Linked DNA regions of Mus musculus: all the other regions are linked to region 1. Evidence: chromatin contacts called from public promoter capture Hi-C data. All regions are on one chromosome and are shown on one strand. The core of a region is the stretch at or near the end of the contact, and the rest is flanking DNA. Distances in the headings are between cores, read along the strand shown. Region 1 has its middle 22 kb from the start of Gm41484. Region 2 holds the start of Mir155hg (Mir155 host gene (non-protein coding)). Region 3 holds the start of Mrpl39 (mitochondrial ribosomal protein L39). Region 4 holds the start of Jam2 (junction adhesion molecule 2).

Region 1 (3,115 bases), core at 157-2,656:
TCTGAAGACAACTTTGACATCAGACAAGGAGATGCTGAGTTTGGAGTTTGTCCAGCTGGTTTCCTGTCTTGCTTTGGGGATTGCAGTTACATGATTGGATGAATCTCAGAAGAGAGCTTGAACTTTGGACTTTTAATATTATTGAGACTGCTATAGACTATGGGGATTTTGGAAGTTGGACTAAATGTATTTTGCATTATGGTATGTTTAGGTATAGTCCCAATAGACTCATATTTTTGAAAAGTCTATGGGGGCCAGGGAGTGGAACATGATGGTTTGAATATGCTTGGCCCAGGGAGTGGCACTATTAGGAAGTCTGGCCTTGTTGGAGTAGGTGTTTCACTGTGGACAAGGGTTTAATACCCTAGGTTTAGCTGCCTGGAAGTCAGTCTTCTCTTAGAGGCCTGCATACAAAGATGTAGACCTCTCACCTCCTCCAGTACCATGCCTGCCTGATAATGGGATACAGGTTGTTAAAGGAAATAAAATCTTTCCTCCCAAATTGTTTTTGGTCATGGTGTTTTATGACAGCAATAGAAACCCTAACTAAGACTGCAAGCGTTCCACCGTGGAGCCACATTCCAAGGCTTTTCAAATGAACAGCTTACTTATTTATTTTTGAATGAAGGTTGGCAAGGGATTCATCAGCCAGAATGTTATTTATGTTAGGGGAATTTCCTTTAGAACCTCAGTGATGTTCCACAATATCCTACTTAACTTGGATGACTCAAATGAATCTCTTAGCTAGGCTATTGAAAGTTTGTTTGAAATCCCTCACTTTTACAAATCTTGTGTTGACTTGTTTCCAGAAGCACCCTTCTCCCAGAGGTGTTCTTTAATACTTTGGCAGTTTGATTTTTCTGAGACATACATGATTCTTTTTCCTTGAGCCCCTACCCCATCCCTCCCATAATCTCACATTTCTTGATATTTACCTACAGGCTACTTTTAAAATCCACCTATTGTCCTCTTGTATAACCTCACAGCTTTGGAAAGCTTTGCATCATTCTTGAGAGTTGCAAGCAGAATTCTAGCCATACATTTCAGCCTGAGCAGCAGGTATCAGCCACAGAGAAAGGGCCCGGGTCCTTACAGTGTTGTGCTGGGTGCTGTGATTATGATTTTGCTGGAGGTGATCCTTGCTTTGCATCCATCATTGCAGTGACGAGGAAATTGACTCTAGGTTAAGCTTTGAAAGATAAGGATTTTGGGAGTTTGGGAAGATCAAGACATCTGAGGATGGAACAAACATATGAATAAAATTTATCCAAGCATCACAATCTGAAAACGACGACACAGTAACGATAAATCACTCTGTGTTTTTCTTTGACATGGAACAGTTAAGAACATTCAAGAGGGATAAATAAACTTTACTGAGAATTGGATAATAAAGTCTGGAATGCTTTTGAAAGAAACAGATGTGATGATTAATGGTGGTAAGATGGAGTGATGAACTGCTCAAACCAGACACCAGCCAAACAACACCTAACGAATTGCTTTGGACATAGATGAATACAGTAAAGGCAATATGATGTTTTCTTGGATTGATAAGAATTTCTACAAAGTTTGTGTGTTGGTTCTGTAATGTAAACAACGATACTCTCTGCCAAGTTCTATGCCCTTTAACTTTAGAACTTGTTCAGTATAGGCAGTTGGGACATATGTTTATTTCTGAAACTCGTAGCACTTATCTTTTGACTAATAGAGTTTTGATTTTCAAACCACAGAACTGTGCATTTTCTGTGTAGTTTCTCCTCTGTGCCTGAAAACCACAGAGAACATGTCTCATGAGTAGTTTGGAAACAACTGAGCTTTCTTTGACTTATGGACTGTGAGAAACTCTTAGGGCTGGCATTGGGTTGTGGGTTTGTTGCGATTTTCTTTTGCTTTCTCACTGCAACGGCATGTTCCCTGGTAACCACTCTTCCTACCCCCGAGCACTTTCTGGGGACAGGCAGGATTCCAGGAAGTACCAACTCTGATAGTGATGGATGAGTGAGTGCCAGACAGTTGGCTGTTGGGTCACTGTTCTCAAAATAGAGTTCTTGGAACATTCTGTGCCAAAGAAGGTGCTCACTTGCTCAAGAGATTCTTTGAAAGTCACTTTCTCTCTTTCATTGCACTCTTGTCTCCTAAAAGGACTCATGGTATCACTCAAAAAAGGTGTCATAAAAAAGAGTATTAAAACAGATATAGATAATTACAGCCCGTAAAGATCCAGTGGGCATTAGAAAACAACCAGACCAAACTGTGGGTCTTAGCATGTGGAATGTCTGGGCTTGGCAGTTCTGTTGAAGGACCTTCTCTATTGCAGAATGCTGAAAAGCATCTCTGCTTCTCCCCAGTAGAAGGCAGTAGACGCCTCCAGTTGTAAACCTATCTCCAGATACCGTCAAGTATCTCTTAGAGGAAAAGTTGCCCTTGGTTGAGAATATCTGCTTTAGATTAACAGGACAATATCAGATACTGTACTGCAATCATGTCGTCTCTCCTGAAATCATAAAACTCCAGAGATTCTGAGTCTCAGTATTTCACTATGGTGCTTAGCTGCCATGCTGCCTGTTTGCAGAGCATTGTGATGGTAGACATAGCAGTGAGCTGCATCTGGAATTCAAACCTGGATGCCACTTACAGGCTGTGTGGTACTCGAGTCTCGATATCTATACCTGTAAAGTGGAATAATAGCGCTATTTGCGAGGAGTTACCGACATGGCTCCTGAAGTAGGTCCACAATGTCTGGTATGTAGTAAGTGCTCTATAAATCGTAGACAGTTGGGGCTGGGTTTTTGGTTTGTTTGTCTTATTTCTCCATCCTGAGTCATGGTTCGAGTAAGTGAAGGGAGATTTGTTGGGTGGAGAGGCAGATCTACGTACCATTAACAACAGGCTTCCTAAGGGTTTAGTCTTGCTTCTGGAAAGGTTTCAGTGTCTTCAGATACTCAATTAACTCTAAGACTGAAAACATGTAGAATGGAATAAATTGAAAATACAAGGGCAAGAGGAATACAGGGGTTTAAAGGGTCTAAATGACTTGGGCGGTGAGATAATAGGAAAAAGCCTACCAGAGAGATATTTTCACTACTGACCATGAGCATAGTGGACTGTGAGTGAGTCC
Region 2 (3,115 bases), core at 293-2,792, 2.6 Mb after region 1:
ACTACAGAAATATAGAAATGTCCTTTTTAGTGCATTCATTTTGTATTCTGGTTGAATCATTGAAGATGGTTATGAACATAATTTTGAAATAAAAATGATACAAGTTTCACTTTCCATTCAAGATAAAAAATAAACATGTGGGCTTGAAGTTGAGATGTTGTTTAGGATACTGCTGATCTATCTTTTAAATGACATTTATCGTAACACTTACAGTGGACTATCCTAGTAACCAGGTTATGACTAGCACATTAAATGATAGAGTCTGACATCTACGTTCATCCAGCAGGGTGACTCTTGGACTTGTCATCCTCCCACGGTGGCCATTTGTTCCATGTGAGTGCTAGTAACAGGCCTTGTGTCCTGTTAATGCTAACAGGTAGGAGTCAGTCAGAGGCCAAAACCCCTATCACAATTAGCATTAACAGCATACAGCCTTCAGCAAGCCTCCAGCAGCCAGAGGATAAGGGATATGCAACTTAAACCACACACTTCCCCTTCCTGGTTTGCAGCACCTGCAAAGAGAAAAAGAAATAGTTGTGTGTACGCACACAGTTAGTTATAAAGTAGAGTGAACGATTATGAATCTGAAGGCAAGGTAGACTTCAGCTTTGAAAGAAAAGAGCTCTGAAATGCTTCTAAGTAAATTTTGGAAAATTTTTGTAAGGTTTGCAATTTAAAAACTAATTATAAAATCAAACTTTAAATTCTGTGGAAATATTTGAATACATGTATCATTTTTAACACAGCCACGGTTCATAGTTCTACAATGCTGAAGTTCAAAGGACACAACTTCAGTTCTGGGTAATATTCTGACGTACATCCCACAGGTCACTAGGCAATTCAAGAAATCTCAGATATTTAGGATGGTACTTTATGATTTTTGAAAGTTAAAACTCAATGGATGAACCCATTTTGATTCTATAAATAGTAGTTGCGATTTTCACCTTATTCGTTTTTCTTTTTCTTCAAGATAGGGGGTACAGCCAGGGCAGGTCTGCCCTGAAAGGTATCTGAAAATGCTCCTGTTGTCCTCCAGTGATTCCTTTGGGGACTCACAAACCGGTGGCTTCAGTTTGACCCATGTAAAGGAAGTGCGCCTTAAAGAGCTCTGACTCAAGGGACTTGTCTCCAGCAGAGTGGTTTAGAAAAAGAAAAAAGATGAATTTGCTGTTTCCTGTTAGAGTTGGATTTTACTCTCTCAGATAAAGTGACATTTCTCCCACAAGTTTCTGGTTTCAGTGTTACTGTACGCGAACCTAGAAGTTCAAGCATCACTCAAGTCTGTGGTTCCCTTTAGGACCAGAGGGGAACCACCTTTTCTTTTCTTTAATAATGAAACCAGCTAGATGTAGAAATGTGATTAAGTTCAAAAGAAATGCATCAAGTTAAAAATTCCCCAGTGAATATATTTTGACAGGGCAGAATATCGTGGCTTGGAAATTTCCAAACCAAGGAAATATATCATACTTACTGATAGTATTTCTTTTTTAAACTTTGCTGTTTTCTCAGATGAGCTGGTTTCATGAGGAAAGTCTGTGAATTACACAGTTTCAATCTTGGATTTTATTTCAGCCAAAAGAAAGACTGTAATAATACCTTTTCTCTTCATAGTGCATTGAACTCAGTAAGTCCTCAGTAAATCTATTAAGATTCTAGTGTTCTACTTCATGCCATATTATTGACCCATTAGGGAGAATATATGCAACTGTGCATGTGTGCATGAGTGCCTACATAACCCCATTCCAATTTAAGTAAATAACTTATCTATAAGTTCTGTTTCTATCCTTTAAAGATACCATCTGAATAAAGGTATTACCAAGAATATATTTAGTATAGGTAGCCAAGGTTGCCCTATATAACCTAGGCTGGCCTTGAACTCATGACCTTACACTTCAGTCTCCCAAATTCTGGAATTATAGCCATATACCACCACATCTGGCTATATATATATAGCCATATATACATATATATGTATAGCCATATATACATATATATGTATATTACATATATACATACATGTGTGCACACATACACACCTATCTATCTATCTATCTATCTATCTATCTATCTATCTATCTATCTATCTATCTATCATCTATCTACATGAAAAGCCTAGGTTTGATTCCCAAGTACCACATACATGGACACTGGTGCAGCCTTTGATCTCAGGACTTGAGAGATGGACTTAGGAGGATCATGAGCTCAGGGCTGTTCCCAATTACTTATCACCTCTGGGGTCAGCTTGGGCTATATTGGACCCCGTCTCAATAAATAATAAAATATAATGTTAGGAATTGCTATTGCAATCAACTCTTTTGACCTTAGGTAAAAATCTCGACCAACCTTAAGCACTATATTTAGTTCAGACAAATCGTAAGTCCAGGTCCCATTCACTATGTGGCATATCACCATTTCTCTGTGGTATAGCCTAAACCTAAGGACATTCCAGGAGAATATAATTAGACTTTTCTTCAGGATAATATTTTGAGGTATAAGGGAGGCATAGAATGTCACAATCTGTCTAGTCTTGCTGATTTGCCAGGGAAAATGTTATCAGCTAAGGTACTCAGAGAAGAATATGTCCTATACTGGATCTTTTTATTTTTAGTAATTTTTTTGTGGTAACACACACACACACATGTATCTCACACATATAACACACACACACAGACACACACATACAGAGTAGGGTAGATGAACTTTTGGAGCTGTAAGAAAGGGCATCATATTCATACTCATCTTCAACTTTCATCATATACATATACACACATATATCTACATACATACATACATACATACATACATACATACACACATATACATACATACATACATACATACATACATACATACATACATACATACACACACATATACATACATACAAACAAACTTTGCCACTGTAACCAGTTTTAAGTTTCTGATTGAGTTATCAAAGACATCTGCATTCATTCCCACCTTTTCTCTCAAATGACTCCATTTGTTTTATGAGGGTCTCACTTTATGTTAAAATCATGAGTTGTAGGCCAAGTGTGGTGGCACACACCCTTAATCTTAGCACTCAAAAAGCAGAGGCAGTAAGGTTTCTGGGAGTTCCAGGCTACTCTGGTTTATA
Region 3 (3,115 bases), core at 195-2,694, 2.5 Mb after region 1:
TTGGCAGACATTCAAGGCAGTTGTGTGGGTTAATAAACAGTTTTATAATTAGCATATATTCAGTACTTGTTGGTCAGTATCACCTGTGGCATCCTTCCAGCAAAATTACTTTCTGCGATAGTAGACGCTCCAATCAGCTGTGTGCAGATGTGCTTATGATTAATTTTTCTCAAGCTAACGTCCAGAGGATTGTTTTAAATGTGGCCGTGAACTATAGTTTTCGGGGTGGGGTGAAATGGACACAATCTCTAAAAGCTGTGAAGCTGAAAGCTTTCAGGGGAACCATAGAACATTTAAGGAAGAAACACACATGCACGCTCACACGCGCGCACACTTTTCCAGAGTTGATTTAGAACTTCTATTGTTAGGAAAAGGTGTGTTAAGTAGCTAAAGGCTTCTCCAGCTCCTACCTAAGCCTTCTTGAGGAGGGATTGCAGGCATCAGTCACTATTCTCGGCCGAGGACTTTACATGAGATAGGCCAGTACAATATTGAATGGTTGAATCCAAATTTATACTTACATGTCTTGCCTTAAAGATGAGGAAAGGTCTTAACACTTTCCCTATGCAATTGTAAACATGTATTATTTGGGCCAAGGAGACAGCACATTTGTGTGGCATAAAACATAGCATTTGTGACCGAGCTTACCCTTCCGCCTGGTGGCAGTGTGTGCTCCACCACAAGTTAAAAGTAGGGATCATGTGAAAATTCCTGACTAAATTTATAAAACTATATTGGTTCATTGGTTCAGCTTTGCAGAAGTAAAGAATGCTGCTCCAACGGGAACGTGCTGGCACCACAAAGGCGTTAGATGTAGCAGTGTGTTTTTACCAACCGTCATAACAAATATTTGCTGAGCTGCCAAGCACGGTTTGCGTTTCTGGGATACATCCAGGGACGAGACACAGATTCCCGGTTACTCCGTGCAGTCGTGCCTAGATCATTCGGAAAAGAGTTCTAGGACGTTCTTTGCAAAATCAACACGACGTGTTTCCAAGAGCCCAGGAACGTGGCCGACTAAACGGTGAACCGGGTTCAGCCCCACTGCAGCCGACCTGAAACTCACTTTTGCAAACCTCTTTTATTTCCACCCTCTAGAGTTGTACCCGGCGTGGCTGGCCAGACTGTCAAAGACGTAACGCAAAGAGTCCTCCTCTAATTTTTTTCTGCCGGGAATCTGGAACCCTCGTGAGACAAAGGCGCCTGTGTGACTCCTCTGTCCAATAGACACTTCTGCGACTCCTCAGGGCAGCCGGTCGTCCCCGAGCCAAGGACAAGACTCGCAGCGCGGCCAAGGGTGAGCCATCCAAGGAGAGGCGCGCATGCGCCCCCGCGTGGCTCGGCGCGCTCCTAGCATCCGGTCCCGAGCTGATCAGTCCTACGGAACCTCCGCCGCGGGTTCCGCGTTTCCGGGGGAAGAGGGACGAGAAGGACCGGGACGCCGAGCTACCTTGGCTACTTCGGGAAGCCATGGCTACCGCGGTGGGAAGGCTGGTTCTTCGGCGGCCCGGCGCGGGCGGCGGGGCTCGCTGGAGTGAGTTTTTTGTGTTCCCGGTGTGGGAAGACAATCTGGGGTGCAGGAATCAGGGAAAGAGAAGGGATGCGGGCATGGGCGGCTCTTGTGGGGGGTTTTAGGAGCCCCAGTCTTCGGCAAACATGTCCCCATCTCCCAGGGAGTGAGGACTCGCGCTTGCCTAGCCAAGTCCCTTGCTTTGGGGTGTGGAAGAAAAGTTCAGCATTTCTCATGCTAGCTATTGATCGTTTGGACACGGGGATTCCGCCTTCCTGGAGCGTTCTCCTCCCCTCCAGACCGTTTCCAACTACAACTTTGCTCTCCTTCCCAATCGAGTCTGGTTTTAGGACGCCACTGAGGAAATCGGTGGTGATGTGAGAGTAAATCAGAGCCCAGCGTTTTTGTTTTTTGTTTTTTCGTTGTTGGATCCTAAATTATTAACATTATAAAGTGGTTCAAGTTTGCCTCAGTCGAATTTTTGACTTATGTTCTGCAAAATTCTACCGTTTTCAATACTTGTTACAGGTCCAGAGTAAACTACGTACTTTGCTTTCTTAATAGGATTTATAGCGACGTCGCCAGCTGCCGAGCTGTCACCCACGGAGCTGACAGAAATGCGGAATGATCTGTTTAACAGAGAGAAAAGCAGGCAGTTATCGTTAACCCCCCGAACGGAGAAGATCGAAGTTAAGCATGTTGGGAAAACTGATCCCGGCACTGTCTTCGTGATGAATAAAAACATCTCAACCCCTTACAGTTGTGCCATGCGTAAGCAGCAGAACAATGTTGACCATTTTACACGCGCTGTGCAGAGCACTGCAGAGGGGAACATGCTGTCATTACTTGGCGAAGCTGTAGAATTTATTTGCAGCCATTTTGCCACCCACTGTCCCCTTTGTTTTGTGGGTACGGTGGGTATCGTAGCATTTCTCTGCTGTACAGGTTGTCTCCCTAGTTTGTCTGAATATGACTATGTAATATGCATGTTCTGGGAGCATTTATCTAGCAGGTCTCATTAAAGTATTTTGAGGGTTGTTTTTTTGGTTTGTTTTGGTTTGTTTTTTTCTTGAGTTTTCATTTATTCTACCTTTATCTTTTTAGTTTTTTTTTTCCCCCCGAGTATATGTCTCATCTCCTTCCTACTTGTCCCATGTTGTGGTTTTATCTAGTATAGGTACTAAATGTGTGAATGGAAACATAAGTATAGTGAATGCTGACGTTAATTGTTTTGTTTCTATTGTTAGAGAGGTCGTTGGCTGTAAAGGTACTGATAGGATTTGGATAGGGCTTCCATAGATAGGATATTTAAACTGAAATATCTCCCGAATAGTAGATAGGCACGGTTGGCTGTTGTTTAGCTTTTTAAAAGACTCTGTAATAGTACCATTAGGGTAATTGACAGCATTGGTTCTAGGTAAGGCTCTGATGTGTACTCAGTCTCCACTCTGGCAGTTAAACAAGCACTGGTGATAATGACTCATTTGATTTTCATGTATTTCGTAGCACATGCTGTGTGGTAGACAGTAGGGGATTATAGAGGAGAGTAAGACAAGCCTAAGGCCCTAATGGGACTCTGTACACACCATATGCAGAGATGAAGTT
Region 4 (3,115 bases), core at 200-2,699, 2.5 Mb after region 1:
CCCCATCACTTTGGTCTGAGAAAAAGCCTCAGCGTTAGTGTTAAGACGTTCGTCGGGCAGAATAATTGAACTACTATTAAGTACTGTGACTAGAACTTGAACCTCAACAATAACACATTTACCCCTCCCTAGTGAAGAAACCAACAGAACAAAAGATAACAGGGAGGGGGAGGGTGTTTATCATCATCATCAACAACAACAACAACAACAACAACAAGGACTTCCTCACTTAAAAATAGATAGTAATTTCCTACCTTTTCCTAAAAAGTTAACGCGAAGAAAACAAAAATCAAATTTCAAATCACATTAGGCCAGCACCCGCGCAAATCCTCTTTCAAAGTACCCAGAGAAACTAAACTGGCTTTGGGACGCCTCCGCAGCTATGCCAGCTGCCAGCTCGCTCATTCATCGCCTGCGCCTTTCTAACAATCCTAACAGCCAGTCCCGCTGGCTGGACATCCCCTGAGGACACGGCAGCTGGCTGGAGCGGACAGACTTCTCTAAGCCGGTTTTGCAGGCGTAAAGGCGAAAAGCTACTGGGGCTCAGCTAATTTCACCCCGCTACCGCCTCTAAAGTGCTTTACCCAGCACCTTGCCCGGGGCAGCTGGGACCGTAACCACTGATCCCTCAGCCGCAGCTACTTAAGAGTGGCCTTCGCCAACCCCGGATGCCATCTTTCTTGGGCTCTTCGCATCTTGAATACTTAGAGAGTTTTGCATTCTGATCACGTCCCGGTGTCTTTGAAAACTTCCTCGGACTTTGCAAGGAGATGAGGATCGTCTGTTTTCTTCAATTCTTAACTGCCCAGATCCAACACTATTTACAAGACGCACAGGACTTCAGTCTCCCTGCCCAGAGCCTGCCCTCATCCAGATTACCCTCCGTGCTCCCAGACTGCAAAGCCTGGCGCCCCGAGACAGACCCCCTAGCACTGAGCGCCATGCCTGCAGGCGAGGGTCCCGGAGGCTGGTATAGCCAGACCGGAGGGTGGAAAGGACTGTTACCCCAGAGACTTACAGTCCAGGGCGACGATCAAGTAGTGTAGCAGCAGCAGCATCAGGAGGCCTTGGGGGCTCCTCGCCATCTACGCGGGCGCCAGCTGGCTGCCTAGCTGAGGGTCCCCCTGCAGGAGCGCGACAGGCGGCTGGGTCTCCCAGCACTTCGCCCGGCGGCGGAGCAGAGGAGGTCCCTGAGAGGTGGAAGCAGAGGGGCGGGTCCTGTCCCGATGTCAGTCTCTCCGGTCTGGGGTGTCTCCAGCGACTGTCGTGGGGGCAGGTCTTCTGGCCCTAGGACGTGGTGTCTGGGACAGTCCTTCTTTTGAAGGGTGGAAGAGGGTTGAGGGGAGGGCGTGGACGCGGGACGCGGTGTCCGCAGGGTCCTAAGCGAGTGGCGGCAGAGGACTAGCCTCTTGAGGGAGAACCCTGCAGGTCGGCCCCCCGCCCCCAGACTGATCCGCTTTGTGTCTAGTCCCGCGCTAGGCTGCCAGCTGTCCCCAGGGCGAGGAGCTGGGGGCAGGAGGAGCGCAGCCGGGTGGGATGGGCAGGGTGTGTGTGTGTTGGGAGCGGTAGTGGCTCGGTCTGTCTCGCCATGTCTCTCCTCTTGGCGCAAAAAAACTTCCTTTTCAGTGTTTTGCCTAGCGTGGGAGATATTTTTTGGAAAATTTCTATCTAGCGGACAAAACCGCTGGCGAAGCGCTCTTAAAGTATAGGGGCATGAGCTCAGCCCCTGCCTCTAGAAAGGGGGGGTGGGGAGGGGCGGAGGGGGCGGGGGACAAAGGCATCACTCAAGTTGCAAGTCAGGTCCCAGATTTTATCATCAGGCTTAGCCTCTTCTGGCTTCAAGTCCGTCCTCCCCGTCCCCCCAACCCCTTAGAGAGTTAAGGTGTGTTCTGGGCTCTTGGCTTCTTAGTTGTCATCTGGAAGTTCATCTAACGGTGTGAAATATTTATCTTGTTTCTTCCCCGTTATGTAACTGCCGCCTGTGGAGTTTTCCACATGTTAAAACTCTACAGCTGCCCTTTTGTCAGGTTTATTTTTGGTCTCATGTGCTTTTAAAAGGGAAATCCATTATGAATGCTCCAGTGCGTGCTTTAAAATTGACCCGCACTTCGGAAGCGTGCACTTGCAAAGGCGATTTTCACATTTCCTCTCCAGAACTGATGGCTGGGGCATTCAAGAAAATTGACCCGTCTGTGTAAAGGCCGTTGTCAGGTGAAGACATTTTTTAAAATCGTTTTAAATAAAGCTAAATAATAAATAATTATGTGTAGAGGATGGCTGATTTAGTGGTGGACCACTTACAAAGAATTGAGCCAGCCTTGCGGACAAAGGCTTAAGATATACTTAGATATGCAGAGCTGTGAGGAATGAGGCATCCCCACTGTTGCCTGGGCAACAGTGATGAAAGCTTTGGCCCTCATGGGGAAGGGGAGGGGACAGAAGACCCCTGAGGGCAAGAAAAGCAAAGTTAAAAAAAAAAAAAAAAAAAAAGGCAAAAATGGAGCTGGTAGCCCAAACTCACAAACAGTAAGGGAGTAAGGGTGTCATCTAACTTAAGACTTAAGGCAAAAAAAAAAAAAAAAAAAAAAAAAGACTTAAGGCCTGTGCTCAGAGACAGGTTAAGTCAATTGTCCTTGACAATCCAATTAAAAGAGTCAAATTAGTCGTGAAAACTGAGAAGAGAAAGGGAGAGATATTGATTGATTGATTGATTGATTCGATATAGCCACATTGTAGAGTTCCAGTGAACCCCAAGTCTGTCTTTGGGGCCCTGAAGTGAGATAAAATACAGAGCCAAGGATCCACACATCCATGCAGCCCACATCTAAGCCATTGTCTGGTCTTCAGTCTCGTCCTATAGGGTGGTAAGACAGGTTCTTAGAACCACGGGAATTGTGAGTGGCCCCTCTAGATGGCGCCTCCCCCTTCTCTCGGATGAGATGCCTTGGGGAAATATCCATTGCCTTGGCATTGTTTGCTTCAGTGGTTCTGATGTTGAGAGTGAGAGACGCATGTGCCTCTTTAGAGACTGTTTAATCTGTTTTCTTAGATTAATCTGTCATTTTGTTGTTGGTGTTTTATGGGTCTGGGGTCACTCAGAGATTCACCATGACCA

What was found. Promoter capture Hi-C pulls out the DNA fragments that hold promoters and counts their contacts.
Region 2: a promoter capture Hi-C map of cranial neural crest shows a contact between it and region 1. The contact joins the promoter of Mir155hg here to the enhancer-like site in region 1. A contact is called at or near these places in 4 of 39 promoter capture datasets (the 3T3-L1 cell line, the HPC-7 cell line, cranial neural crest and 1 more).
Region 3: a contact with region 1 is called in a promoter capture Hi-C map of the HPC-7 cell line, with 8 times the contacts expected there. The contact joins the promoter of Mrpl39 here to the enhancer-like site in region 1. A contact is called at or near these places in 11 of 39 promoter capture datasets (the 3T3-L1 cell line, 3T3-L1-derived adipocytes, the HPC-7 cell line and 7 more), 2 of 115 datasets of contacts at active chromatin or transcription factors (cardiomyocytes and embryonic forebrain) and 2 of 9 other capture datasets (adipose tissue and liver).
Region 4: a contact with region 1 is called in a promoter capture Hi-C map of liver, with 4 times the contacts expected there. The contact joins the promoter of Jam2 here to the enhancer-like site in region 1. A contact is called at or near these places in 6 of 39 promoter capture datasets (the 3T3-L1 cell line, the C10 cell line, cranial neural crest and 3 more) and 1 of 115 datasets of contacts at active chromatin or transcription factors (stem cell-derived neural progenitor cells).

Annotation. Positions count from the first base shown.
Region 1 is chr16:87,266,957-87,270,071 of GRCm38.p6, reverse strand. No RefSeq gene overlaps it. Among named protein-coding and RNA genes, the nearest start is that of Gm41484, 22 kb to the right of the region's middle. Within about 2 kb of position 1,406, at least 25 of the 459 cell types and tissues checked have an H3K27ac peak or open chromatin away from gene starts, as enhancers often do.
Region 2 is chr16:84,711,450-84,714,564 of GRCm38.p6, reverse strand. Mir155hg (Mir155 host gene (non-protein coding)) reads right to left here and starts at 1,542. Exons shown (of 2, transcript NR_132106.1): 1 at 1,472-1,542; 2 at 1-512. Mir155 (microRNA 155) reads right to left here and starts at 425; the gene lies at 361-425.
Region 3 is chr16:84,733,573-84,736,687 of GRCm38.p6, reverse strand. Mrpl39 (mitochondrial ribosomal protein L39) reads left to right here and starts at 1,444. Exons shown (of 10, transcript NM_017404.5): 1 at 1,444-1,534; 2 at 2,075-2,281. The coding sequence starts at 1,471.
Region 4 is chr16:84,772,457-84,775,571 of GRCm38.p6, reverse strand. Jam2 (junction adhesion molecule 2) reads right to left here and starts at 1,449. Exons shown (of 10, transcript NM_023844.5): 1 at 1,019-1,449. The coding sequence starts at 1,085.